Regions from separate parts of the Danio rerio genome. Here region 2 is linked to region 1. Evidence: chromatin contacts called from public Hi-C data. All regions are on one chromosome and are shown on one strand. Each heading gives the region's core, a stretch centred on a gene start, on an enhancer-like site or on the middle of the called end of the contact. The rest is flanking DNA. Distances are from core to core; before and after follow the strand shown.

The links. Hi-C and Micro-C count contacts between places; a contact is called where the count stands out from the background.
Region 2: a contact with region 1 is called in a Hi-C map of embryo, with 1.6 times the contacts expected there. The contact joins two enhancer-like sites. A contact is called at or near these places in 2 of 18 Hi-C or Micro-C datasets (caudal fin and embryo).

What each region holds. Positions count from the first base shown.
Region 1 is chr8:21,619,972-21,626,926 of GRCz12tu, forward strand. si:ch211-120j21.2 (a long non-coding RNA gene) reads left to right here. Exons shown (of 10, transcript XR_002459373.3): 3 at 358-453; 4 at 2,218-2,352. Among named protein-coding and RNA genes, the nearest start is that of si:ch211-120j21.2, 16 kb to the left of the region's middle. Within about 2 kb of position 2,095, at least 6 of the 62 cell types and tissues checked have an H3K27ac peak or open chromatin away from gene starts, as enhancers often do.
Region 2 is chr8:21,653,139-21,660,017 of GRCz12tu, forward strand. It overlaps si:ch211-120j21.2 (a long non-coding RNA gene), which reads left to right. Exons shown (of 10, transcript XR_002459373.3): 5 at 2,100-2,223. Among named protein-coding and RNA genes, the nearest start is that of si:ch211-120j21.2, 49 kb to the left of the region's middle. Within about 2 kb of position 3,938, at least 4 of the 62 cell types and tissues checked have an H3K27ac peak or open chromatin away from gene starts, as enhancers often do.

The DNA of each region.
Region 1 (6,955 bases), core at 845-3,344:
TTTACCAACACAAATCGATTAAGTTAACTTAATTCATACCTGTCAACCCTCCCGTTTTTCCCGGGATTCTCCCGTATTTTACAATTCTGTCCTGCTATCATCCTGTAAATGTGTTTTCCTGTATTTCTCACATTTTTTCAATCTTTCTATGAAAGATGGCAATAAACATCAAAGAGCCAATTGTCTATACGCTTGTATAATTGTCTACACTATACGCAACCCATATTGCCGAACCACCAGGAGACGCCCCCTTGGTCTTCAATGTGAATCTGTTTTGCATTTTCATTTTATTTAGGCATAAAAACACTTTGAAATAAATATAAAACATGACAAGATTCCCTTTCCTTTTCATTACAGGCGCTGTTGCTTCTCCTATGCAATCCTCAAAGCAAGACTGAGACAATAAGACGCTGTTTCCCAAACAGATTCTGTAAACGCAATTTGAATCGGAATGTAAGTGAACACGTTTAGGGTACATGTTGGAACATACATATACACATAATAATAATAATAATAATAATAATAATAATAATAATAATGGGCGAAGCAATGGCGCAGTAGGTAGTGCTGTCGCCTCACAGCAAAAAGGTCGCTGGGTCGCTGGTTCGAGCCTCGGCTCAGTTGGCGTTTTTGTGTGGAGTTTGCATGTTCTCCCTGTGTTCGCGTGGGTTTCCTCAGGGTGCTCCGGTTTCCCCCACAGTCCAAAGACATGCGGTACAAGTGAATTGGGTAGGCTAAATTGTCCGTAGTGTATGAGTGTGTGTGTGTGTGTGAATGTGTGTGTGGATGTTTCCCAGAGATGGGTTGCGGCTGGAAGGCCATCCCCTGCGTAAAAACTTGCTGGATAAGTTGGCGGTTCATTCCGCTGTGGTGACCCCAGAATAATAAAGGGACTTAGCCAACAAGAAAATGAATGAATAATAATAACATCTAAACATGTCGATCTTGCTGATTTTTTAAATTTTATTTTTAACACAACAAATTTTGTCTTAAAAGAGCATAAATAGTTATGAAAGCAATCAACAGCATTCATTATGTGGGCTTTTTTAAAGTGAGACCTCTTATTTAATTGGTATCCCTTTTTTTTTACAACCCAATGTAGACAGGTATGACTTAATTGTTTACCACATTCAAGTGGATTGAACATCAAGTAATTAAGTTGTCAGTTTATTTATTGGGTTTTACTGTGCCCAAATTGCTTTGTTTACTCAAATGCAGTAAGTTTACATTACTCATTAGGATTAGTTTTTGTACTGAAATGGTTTGTTCCAATCGGTTTCCTCAAATGGTTTGAGTTACCTTATTTTTTGGGTTTTACGGTGAAGGAATAATTATTGGTGGGGGTCATTGATTTAATAGAAAATACCAGATGTGGTGAGGCGGCCATGGCATGGAGCACTTACAAATTAGCCTCTGAATCAAATAGGTGCAAATTGCTGTGATGGTTCCCACGCGTATAGACACAGTTTAGGTGTCGTATTTCAAGATATTTGTCAGATTTTTGTTCTCGAATTGCTGCTGTGTATAGGATTAGTTTCTATTATACATCTCACCCAAAGCGTTTTGTTTTCATTTGATTTAGATCGTTTAGCATAATGATATGGAACTGTAGATCTGCCTGGAACTACTTTACCTGTGTGTTTCCTTGAAAACCTGTTCATCTGCCAATTAGAAGAAAGCATTCAACAGCCCTCAGAAAATGTTAGCATTTTTTGTCCTCTCTGTACTTGGTTAAATTAAAAACATCAAGTTGAATCTTATAAAACCATAAAATAAAGTTGAAACATGGTCATAGTAACATGAAAACATGTTGTCATGCCATGATCAAATATTTGTTTACAACTGTGCCTTCCAGACCAGCGGAATCACACAGAATTAGCCCTGTATTTTCCCATGCAGGTACACGTTTACACGTCTAAAATTAAAATGCGCAATTAAACAAAATAACGTGTTGTTTTTGATGTTCTTTTTGCGTTGCGGTTATGTTTGACTGGGGTTAATGAGCAGGAGACGGGGCCCTCATCAGCTGAACCCCCTCCCTGAACCCAGTGTGGTCTCACCCGCCCCGAACACAGATCTAATTGGGGGCAATCACTCAGATAAAGAGGCCCAGACACACACACGCACACGCACACATGCACACGCACGCTCACTCTATCACTCTTGTCTGTTAGCCCTCCCATTAAAATGCCATGTTCTTCTTTCACTTCTGCACAGAGTGATCCAGCCGGCTGGCTTTTGTGTTCGTGAAGGAGAAGAGATCGAGGCACAGAGAGAGCCGACCCGCTGTTGACTGGTGCCATTGTTTCGGAGCCCTATGAATTCCCCTCCTTCAAAGTACAGACCCCACAGGTTTTCAATACATGTCCTCTGTGTGTCTTTCTCTCTCGGTTTCACTTCAGCTCTTATGGTATACAGGTGAAGGGTGTCGTTTTTTTGTGCCTGTGTAATTATACTTTGTTTATTGTGGATCTGTTAGCAAGGTTTAAGTGTAAATGTTATGGTTATTGCAGATAACTAAATATATAAAACTATAGAAACCTTTTGTTTCTAAAATTAATTTTAATTATTTTTTTAAAAATTAGCTTGTTGTCAGGGGAACATTTTGGATTCTCATCAAATGTTAAATAATGGATTGAGGATTTGGTGTGATAACATGTAATTATTTGTTAGGAGCTTACCAAGGTCATCCAATATACAGTAGCAGCAGGGTTGGGCGAAGATACGTAAAAAAAAATATTAAAATTAAATATCAAACACCTTAAGTTTAGGTTTATCAAAATAAACTACAAAATACAGAATTTACAAAATGTAGCAAAAATGTAGGTTTGGCAACGTATTTCCACTGAGCCTGGTCTGAGATTATCACACCTGCTATTTTAGATGTTTACTTGCAGGCACTGAAAATATTTGCCTGAGTATTTGTTGGTTCCTTCCTCTGTGGCAACTCCTTATAAAGCAGGAAATAAGCTAAAGAAGAGTGAGTGTGTGTTCTGAAGGTAAACAAATTTCTTCTAGGTTCAGAATGACATGAGGGTAAATAAATGATGACACAATGTTCGTTTTGGAGTAAACTTTTGAGGAAGAACTCTCTGTTTGTTCTTACAATGGTAGGTTTTCTGTTGCTTATCAGAAATGACACACACACACACACAAATACACACACACACACACTGCACTTTAAAAGTTATATTTAATTTAGGAGCAGTGAAAATAAGAGCATTTGTGTGAGGATTTGGTGCGTGTTGTTCCACTGGATCAGACTGGTGAAGAGGCCTGCTCATGATTGCCACGTGGGCTTCAGAACAGAGAGAGACTGTTGATTTGGAAATGGTACAGAATGAAATATGCAGAATGATTGTGCAGCTATTTAAGTGAAGAGCCAGAGGCACCAGTACTCGGAGGCTCTCGGCTCCTCTGCCTCTCTCAGAGCGGGATGGGCTTTGAGTCAGTGTTGAGTTACACGGATGCTGCTGTTGGATGAAGAGGATGGTTGAAGGCTAATAGGGTGGAGCAGGATGACTATTGAGAGAGCCAACCCCACTTAGCTCCTTTACTCCTCTCTCTCCCTCTCTCTTTCAGTCCTCTTCTTTTCTGTATTTCCATGTACACTCCTGTCTTGTTGCTGTCAGGCCTGAGTAAAAAATACTAATGCTAAAAATTAACTGGGGTGTTTAATTTTGATTTGATAAAAGATTCCATTCTGGAATATCTGGTGATCATTTGTGTTTTTGTTTATAAACAGTATGAATAAATATATGCGCTTACCGGCCACTTTATTTGGTACTCTTGTCCAACTGATCGTTAACAAATTTCTAATCAGCCAATCACATGGCAGCAACTCAATGCATTTAGGCATGTAGACATGATCAAGATGATCTGCTGCAGTTCAAACCAAGCATCAGAATGTGGAGGAAAGGTGATTTAAATGGCTTTGAATGTGGCATGGTTGTTGGTGCCAGACAGGCTGGTCTGAGTATTTCAGAAACTGCTGATCTACTGGGATTTTCATGGACAACCACATTAAAACAAATCTGTTTACATTTTGATTTCTATGTCTTCTTGGTGCACAACTCTTATTGAGAAACCTGTTTGGAAACAGGCAATATTTTCCACATTCCTGCTTGGTCTCATTAGTCACCACTCTTAAAACTCGCCACAAACATAAATGTTCCAATTACTATCAAGAAAATGTGCAAGACCACAAAATATTGCAGACTGTAGAGCATTTTTCATCCCTTAGTCACCACCTTTCAACAAAACCAGCTGACCAAATAATACAGAGAGCTTACGAACTCGACTCAAAGCGTTCAATATCATCACGTTACATTAAAAAACATGAGAGTCGTCGCCGTACCACTCGGTTCAAGTGTATGCATGTGTCGTGTCTGTGTGTGTGTACGTACTCCACTGTCCTCCACACAACAATCTCGTCACACCTCTCCAGTATCAATTAAAAGCAACAGTCGCCTCGTCCGCTTCTGTTTATCCATATCTCTGGCTCTCCCCCTGCCAGTGAAAACATTAACATAAGTAAGCTCTCTCCACGACAGGCCGAACGAAACATCGACACGGACTGAAAAAAACACCCAGGTCCAGGAGAGCGGCTAATGAGGGAGCGTCGGCGAGCCAGGGGCTGATGGGTAAAGCCACGCATGGGGAGAGAGGACTAGTGTAATTGTTCAAGCCCTTGTCTCTGTTGATACAGGCTCTTCAGAAAGCATGTGATTTAGCTAAAAGCCATCTCCAGGCCAAGTAATTAGAGACACCATTTAGGACCGGCATTAGCCAGATCCACTGTTATTGACTCGCACAATGCGCACACACCAATTTAGCAGCGCGCGCTGGGTGTTATTCAAGCTATTTGGGGTGAGATTAGTCGCCCGGTGTGACAGAGAGAGTAAGTGAGTGGACAAGTGTGTGTGATGATGGGATGTGTCTTAATATGTTTTCTCTGTCTGAGCAGGGTGTGCATTGATGTGTTTAAACACCGGGATCACTGTATGTCCTCAGACAGAAGCACGAACACTTGAAGAGGATGAAGGATTTGCTGTGTGAGTAAGAGAGCTGTTTGTCTGTGTGTTTTAGTGCAGTTCGGTGTTTAACAACGCTGGGTCAGGGGGACAATTAAAGCCATCCAAAGTGTGACTCGACTGACGACAGGACACACACATACACATTTACACAAAGACATGCCAGGCCTGCATTTTTAGTCGCTCTGAATTTCTTCTGTGTTAATAAAGCATAATGCACTGTAAATGAGAGGTATTATGCTATTTTAAAATTTAAACTAGGGAGTTGTAAGGTGCACTTTTGTATTTAACAGATCCTCATTAGTTTCTTAAGGATATATGGTAACAATTTACATTAACAGTACATGAATAATGTGTTAATATGTAAACTAAACATTACTTTATTATGAACTAATTATGAGTTAAGGCATGCACTAGTCATTAACTTTAACTACAACATGAGTTCATGTGTGAATAACGGCTACCTTAATTATTTAGTTGTTAGTACATGATTGTTTGGTAATTAATGTATTAATTACCACATTAGTTTATGGTTAATGTAACATCATGAACTCAAAATATGTCAATGTAGAATTATACCATGACTAGGCATGGGCTGGTATAAGATTCTGGCGGTATGATATTCCAGTTTCACAGTATCACGGTATTGTGATTACTGCTCTAAAATATATTCTTTTTAAATGTCTTGGTAAAAACAAAAAAATTTTTTCCCTTTGAAAACAATATGTTTTATTTTTTGAAATATTTATAATATTTTGTAGCAGTAAACATGTCAGGCTGAATAATTCAAATGAATCACTGACTTCTGCTGTCTTCATTTTTTTCATAAACAGATTTCTTTACAATTTAAAATGGCATTGTTTGGATTTTTTTCTGCTGGTTTTCCTTAAAAAAATAAATAAAAAAATAAAAGTAATTTAAAAAAAAACATACTCTTACCTTAGGAACGGAATTGCAGAAAATTTTGGTGGTTTTAAAACCTTGACTTTTCCAAACCGCGGTATACCTTGAAAACGGTTATCATCCCATGTCTAATCATGACTATACTTGGAGGGGCACATCACCATTAACCCACTCTTAACTACTCATGAACTCTTTATGCACATCTGTCTAGTGCGTTTCCACTAAATAACATTAGAAACATGTTCGATCATCAAAATGAACAGTTTAAACACAGGAGTTGATTAGTAGTTAAGGATGAGTTAATGGTGATGTGCCCCTTCAAGTACAGTCATGCCAAAATTATACATTAACAGCTCATGACTTCATGTTGGTTACATTTAGCTTTAACTTAAATCCTAATAAATACATTTATTAACAACATGTACTCACAAGTAATTAAGGTAGTCGTTATTTACATGTCAACTCATGTGAATCATTTTATAGTTCAAGTTAGTTCATGATTAACGCGTGCCTTAACTCATGATTAATTAATAACGATGTTTAGTTTACATATTAATACTTAATCATTATTCATGTATTGTTATTGTAAAGTGTTACAGGATACACTTTTTTATCTTTAAAATGCCATCAAGCACACATTTGCACTTATGTACTAATTTGTACCTTTAAGGTCCAAAAGTGTACCTTTTGAAAAGGTGCTGCCCCAGTGGCAAGTTTTGTACCTTTTGAGGACATAAAAAAAAATTGAGTAAAATTTGTTTTTATGACTGTAACTTTTATGACTTCAACTGTAATATGTCCACTAATTTGAAATATAAGGTTGGCGTGGTGGCTCAGTAGTTAGGCAAGAAGGATGCTGTTTCGAGTCCCGGCTGGACCAGATTTCTGTGTGGAGTTTGCATGTTCTCCCATGATGGCATGAGTTTCCTCCAGGTGCTTCAGTTTCCCCCACAGTCCAAAGACATGCGCTATAGGTGAATTGGATTAACTAAATTTGCCATAGTGTATTCTTCATATAG
Region 2 (6,879 bases), core at 2,688-5,187, 35 kb after region 1:
CAGTTGTGCTATTTTTTGGTATTTATCTTCATGAAATCCCTGAAGGCATACATTATGTTATCAAAACGATCTAATGTGGTAATGTGGTGTACTGTGCATTTACACAGTGGCCATATTCATCTATATAATTCCACGAAAACAACATTAACATTATAGCAGACTGTAAAAAGCTCATTCCCAGCCACTAATCATTACTGACAGGGTATTTGAGTGTCATCGATTGTCAGAATGTTGTGGGACTGCTATACAGGATTTATTATTATGGATTATAGATTGCGAAATGTATTTATTATTATTTTTTTAAGCGTTTTTTTATTTTTTTTTAGGCATGACGGTAAAACACCAACGCTGTTATGAATGTTTTAAAATGTGCTTGTTTGTTGTAAAAATTCATATAATGACAAAAAAAAATAACAAATTTGAGGATATCCTTACTTTCGGGTGCTGCGATGCTGCTGTAGTGGCAGGTGCATTCTGGCAAATTTTCTTACCCCTTGGTTTCGAGTGTGGTTCTGAAAAATCTTTGTTCGAAGGGGTGTAAGCCCTACGCCTTCAAGCTAAAGAAAATTGGGAAAACGGGGGTAAGGGGAAGGGCTAAGTGGTAGAATTGGGATTGGGCCTAAACCTGTATTTGTATCATGTTTGTAAATTTGTCAAGTTACGTGAACCGTTCGATTGAACCGATTCTCTAGAATGAATCATAGTTTCATATGCTACATGTTTATGGCTGTTTAGAACAAATGGATGCATTGGAAAGAATCACGTTTAGCTAAGCTAACGTTACATGAGAAAGAAAGGCAGACAGTCAAACACGTAAGGTAAGTGTATTTGCTCCCTTATACAATGAAAACAGTGGCGTGTGTCATGATTTAGCACTATATATGGAAACGTCTTGCTACTCATTGGATAAAGCAGCTCGGAAAAGTTCAGCGCCCAAAATCAATGTTAACCTGGGTAAATATACTGTGACAATGTAACCCAAACATGTAGCATTTGCGATTACTGATGTCCTGAAAGTACCACATCTCATTTACAACTTGTGGAGCAGATAAAGGCCACAAACCTGTTATTTGTTGTGTATGTTAGCCAGCAAAATAAACAACATTTTTGTGGTTTTATTTATAAAACTATTAGGCATTACACAAAAGCTTTTAAAAAGCAGTAGCAGATGGTAAAATAGCAAAAAAGTGAATTAAACGTCTTGGTATTTGTTAGCTTCTTTTTCTCTTCCATCTCTCCCTCTCTCTCTTATAAACACTCGGCCTCACAAACATACACTGTTTCTCAGACCGGCTCAATAGTTTGGGTTTTTGGCCTCTCCACAGGTTGAACCAAAAATAAGAGGCTGTTTAACAGCACTGGCAGGAGCTTACATAAACAGGCAGGGGATTAGAGTTTCATGAGTTTCTGTCTCTCTGTCTGGTATCAGCACTTGAAGAGAGTCAGGAGAACCAGATGAAACATTTGGAAGGAATGAGCAACTAGCTAACGTCATATCATGCATTATGGATGAATATGCTTTCCATCCTCATGGAAAAGGCCTGTGTTTTACCATTCTTTGTGTTATTGTTTATTCGCACACGCTTAGGAGTAAATTAAAATAATGGGTTTTGCATGTTTTATTACCTTCAGGGTAAAAAATTTTTAAAAACTTAGTTAGATAAACGGTTTGTTACATTTAGAGATGTGCATTAATTTTGTAAGTGCAAGAATTAACATGGCTTATTTTAGTTTTGCAGAAGTTTAGACTGGATTTAAGACCCTTAAATTGTTCCACATTATGCTTTATGTAAAAAAATAATGCACAAAATTTGTCAAGCTCTGTTGATAAAATAACAGCAGCTGGAGGGTGTTTATTTAGAGCCTAGCTGCATTAAAAACATCTGATCACTTCTGAGAAGCACAAAGACGATGCCTAAAAAACACTCTCTGTTTTTTTTCTGTATAAGTGAAATTCTTATCCATGTGGATTTGTAGACAACAGGCCTGTGTGAGGAATCTCTCATTGGCATAAGGCACATTGTACATTGGGTAGGGTGCAGTCATGACTCTCTATGTGTCATCCTCTTACCACTGTCTCTCTTATGATTGTCTTTCAGCTCGGTCTACCCTTTGGCAGTTTTCAGGATGCCCTGCTTTGATCTCAACCATAAGTGCTGTGACAACAACCTTGAGATGTAAAGAAAAAAGCCAGTTGATGTTTTTATGACAGACTCATGATAGGTGCGTGCTGTATTTTGTCTTACTGTTTATGCTTTTTACGGCTTTGTGTTGCATGTGCATAATTTATCATAATTAACGTCCAACTTTTTTTAATCCAGTTTAGACATTTCTTTGATAAAACTGCAACTGTTTTCTTTCCTATCCCTTCATTCTCTTTTAAGGTAAATGAAAATATTTTTTAGCTCTTATCAACTGGAGTTTTTTTTTATTAAATAATTGGCCATTAAATTGTTTTCATAGGCTGAGGAGATGAAAAGTTTATGGTGGAGAAAGATAAAGAGGAATTCAATTTGTTAAAATGCTTTAGGATACATGTTATCATTTTTATTCATAAGACAATATTAAAATATATGTATCTTTTGTGTTAATTAAATATTATATTATTTGATTTTTTTAGCTATGGTTCCGATATACTGTTTTTATTATTTAGTGCCATATACACTGCTCAGCATATATGAGTACACCCCTCACAAATCTATCTTTAAATTCACATTTTTAATATTAAGCTACACAGTATTATATTTGTGCATATACATTAGTCAGTACTAAAGCCAAATCTGGAGCTTATCTAACAAAATAACTTAAGATAACAGTCCAAAAACTAGTACACCCAAATGTATATGTTATAGAAAAATATTAAATACAAATTTGAAAAAGAGGAAATTTCACGAGAAGCAAAAAAATGAAAAAATGTAGTTGAAATTTTGTAGTTTGTAATTTTTTCAATATTTTAATATATATATATATATATATATATATATATATATATATATATATATATATATATATTAATATGTATTAAATATATATATATATATATATTAATATATTTTAATTTTTGCAATATTTTGCTTGAATTTAATTGTATTATCTTTCAATTTCTAAATATGTTTGATGGCTAAAATATTATTTTAATAAATAAATCTGTTTAATCTTTTTAGTTTAAATGCACTGAGAAATGTATAGCAATATACTGGTCTTTTATTTGTTCATTTGTTTCACACGTTCATTTGTTGCTGATAACTCCTTTTCAACAAATGTAATCGTGTGAAACTTACAATGTCAATTCAAGTGAAAAATCAAAGCACTGTTCCAGTTGGCGTTGGAACAATAAGCACATGCAGGTGTTGCCATATGGCTGTACTTTTCTCATATGTTTACTGACAACAAGTTTGTGGGCTTTCATTTGTGGTCTTGTCTGTTTGTATGTTGAGAAGGCCTGCCTAAACATCTGAAAGCCCATGTTGCTTAATCATGTACACAAAACAACAGTGAACTCTCAGGCTCACTTACTCACTCTCTCTTTCTCTCCCTCTCACTCTCTCCCTCTCTCTCTTTCATAAGCACTCCTTTGCTTTCAGTCTGTTGTTGCTACCAGCACTAACACATTTCTCGCACACAAGCTTTTTGGCAATCTCTTTTCTTTCAATCCATTGCACCCTACTGCACAAACACGGCTATCCCACCCAGAGGACTCTTTTTTTTATGGTATGTGTGTGTTTGTGTGTGGCAGAAGCTCACACATGGGCAGCTGTATTTGTGTGTGTGTGTGTGTGTGTGTGTGCGTGCGTGCGTGTGTGTGTGGGTGTGTGTGGGTGGGTGGGTGGGAGGGCTTTGATCAAAGCCGGGGGGGAACAGCCAAGTGGAGGTGGCTGCAGAATGAGGGCTGTGATCATTGAGGAAGGGGTGGGATTTGGGGGGCCTCACTATACTGAGACACACTAGCTCTGCAAAGAACAAACACCTGCTTATCTCCTCACCACCACCTCCATCTGCAAACCACTGTCTGTATTACTTGTCTATGGACTCACTGAGACATCCAGGAATAGGGGCGCTGGTGAAAATGACAGATACAGCGCCTTCCACTAATATTGGCCTTTGGTAATAATGAGGAAAGAACACTGAGAAAAAAAATCTTTATGGTTTAAGAGTTTTACATTTTATTTTTTGCTCAAAAAAGAGTTTTTTAGACTGATAACATTTACAATTGACTGGATTTTTAAAAATTATTTCCCTGATGATGGACATGAGAATTTTCATTGTTTTTGCATTTTTTCTAGTACTTCCTCAGTGAAGCTTAACAACCTTTTAGAATAGAATAAATAGCCTTTTATTGTCACTGTACACGTTTACAATATACATGTGCGACGAGATTAAGTGCATCTCACTACTCAGTGCAACCATGTAAATATATCCTTCCAGTTTTGTTAAAAGCCTATTTGCAGAGCTCCTTATTCAATAAAATCAAGGTGCAAATTATGGAGGAACTGAGAGTGTGAACTCCCTAATTAAGGCCTGAACTCATGTTAAGGAGGTCAAAACGAGGATGAGGGGGTCTTGCAGCCTAATTATGGATTACTTTATACAGACAATATATTTCAATGGCCTCTTTAAGACTTCAGCATATAAATGTTAAAGTAATTTGTGGGCAGATTTGATGCTGGAGCATAGAAACTGTTCATTTTAATTGTTGTAGAGATGACATGTTGTAGACCTGTTAACATTATTAACAAACATATTTAAAATTGACCACATGAATCATTGACTTATTTGCACACGCTGAATTAAGAGGGGGGATAAGATAGCCCAGAATTGTGAATAAATAAATCTTATTTACTCAGTTGACTCGGGGCAGCGGCTTTTTATTGGATACAATACTGTGCTAAGCTGTGGAAAGTCTTTTCAAACGAGACACAGTAGCTACCGACGCGCGCGTGTGCGCAGGGCGATTAAATGTATACATTTATAGGCTACATGCTGATGTAGGTTTTTCTTTGAGCTCGGAACAACAGTTCTTATTTTCCCGCTACAGTGAACGAGAAACAAACCTGGGTTTAACCCAACCCAGACGGTGTTATTATAGACATTTTAAAACGTCTGAAAGAGTGGGATTTTAATATTTGTTTAGCTTACACACAAACGTATTGGAACAGAATCGGGACTGCTTAAAATGTATATATATTTTTGGTTTTCGGGATTTCCTTCAGTTTCTGACACGCGTGAAACGTTATGCCTAACTCAAAACACACCCAGAACAGCTTCTTCAGAGTGTTTTTTTTCTGTGTCCAAACCTGATTTATTTTCAATAAAGCAGCTGCGAGTTGTCCGTTTAGACAGAAATATAATAGTTCTGCAGCTTCTATCAATATTTCACAGAGGTTCTGGGAAGAAGAATTAATTATGAACAAAATAAATGAATAAATAAATAAAGCCTTTGAAACTCAAGAAAGCCCAATAGTGAAAAGCTCCACAGTTCTTTGCCAAGTACAATTTACAAACACGCTCCTGAAAAGCCACGGTTTAATTGACTTAATGCATAAAGACGGAAAATTCAATTCGATAAAAGATAAATCAAAAACAGAACGCATGTATGCAGATTTTTAAAATCAACTATTTGCAGGATTATTTACGGTTATCTGCTGCATTAAATAGTAACAATAAATATAGATCATGATAACAAAAATTGCACGTTTACTGTTATGATTATTGTTATTATTATTAGGCCTATTCATGTTATCATTAATCATTTTAATAACGTTTCAATACGCAGTGTACATTATTTTGCTTATTGTTAGCCTAATTTTGTGGTTAGCATATTATTGCTTTTATGTTGAGTAGGCTTTAATGGGATGTTTTACCACATTTTATTTTATTTTTAAAAATCATTTTATTGTTTTATAATAAACATAATTATTTAATGAGCATTGCAGTATAAGCCATCAAAACCCAGAACAGACCAATGTGGCTCTGAGGAAGAAAAGCCACTGCAGATGAACATATGTTTTAACTTTGGTTCCAAGCCGACTAACACATCGAATCGAGCTGGAGATGCCGCCGAAGTTTCATGCTCCCTGAATGATGTCATGTAATGGAATCACTGGTAAAAATGACATTTCAGTGTGAGGAAGGAAACGCACAATTAAAATCAGAATTACACAAATCAGAATTTTGGCTGCTGCATAGGCCTGCACTATAGTGTCGTATTTCTCAAGCAGCTGATTTTGTGTGTGGTGCGGGATCTGTCGTGTTATTTAATAGTATCAGAATAATAATAATAAAGCAAGCTTTTCTTCAGTTTATTACAGTATTCCGAAGGCCAGTTGGCCGGTGCAGCGATCAGCCTTTGAACGGATTCAGATCCACAATTTATTTTACAAGTCTGACGCTTCATTATGTAATATTGTTGCAATCACCACATAATTGCTATTCTTTGGGGAAAAAAGTAGGATTTCACAAATGATCAGGGAATTACGTAGGCCTGCTATGTTATATTTATATTAGTCTAATGCATTTTATTATATAAATCATGGGTGTATTTACTTCAAATGCTTATTATTGTGAGCTATGTACACTCGATTGTTTGTGTTTTTCATACTGGAGCCTTTATTTACCAGTCTATTTGTCTCTTAGACAGAATCGAATAGGCTATAGTGCCCTTTTTTTACCTGGAAGAAGGGAACAGGGAAAACGCTAGAATTAAATCAATGTGTGTTTCCAAACAAAACGAATAGAATCAAAGACTTGTTTGGTTTTTCTGTGGTTCTCTCCGCGGGCGATCCCTCTCTTCTTCAGATGACCCCTCATTGGAGTCTTGGATTGTGCGACACAAAGGCGAGCAGATGGGCTCTAGTCTCCTCTTTTCTCTTTTTCTTTCTG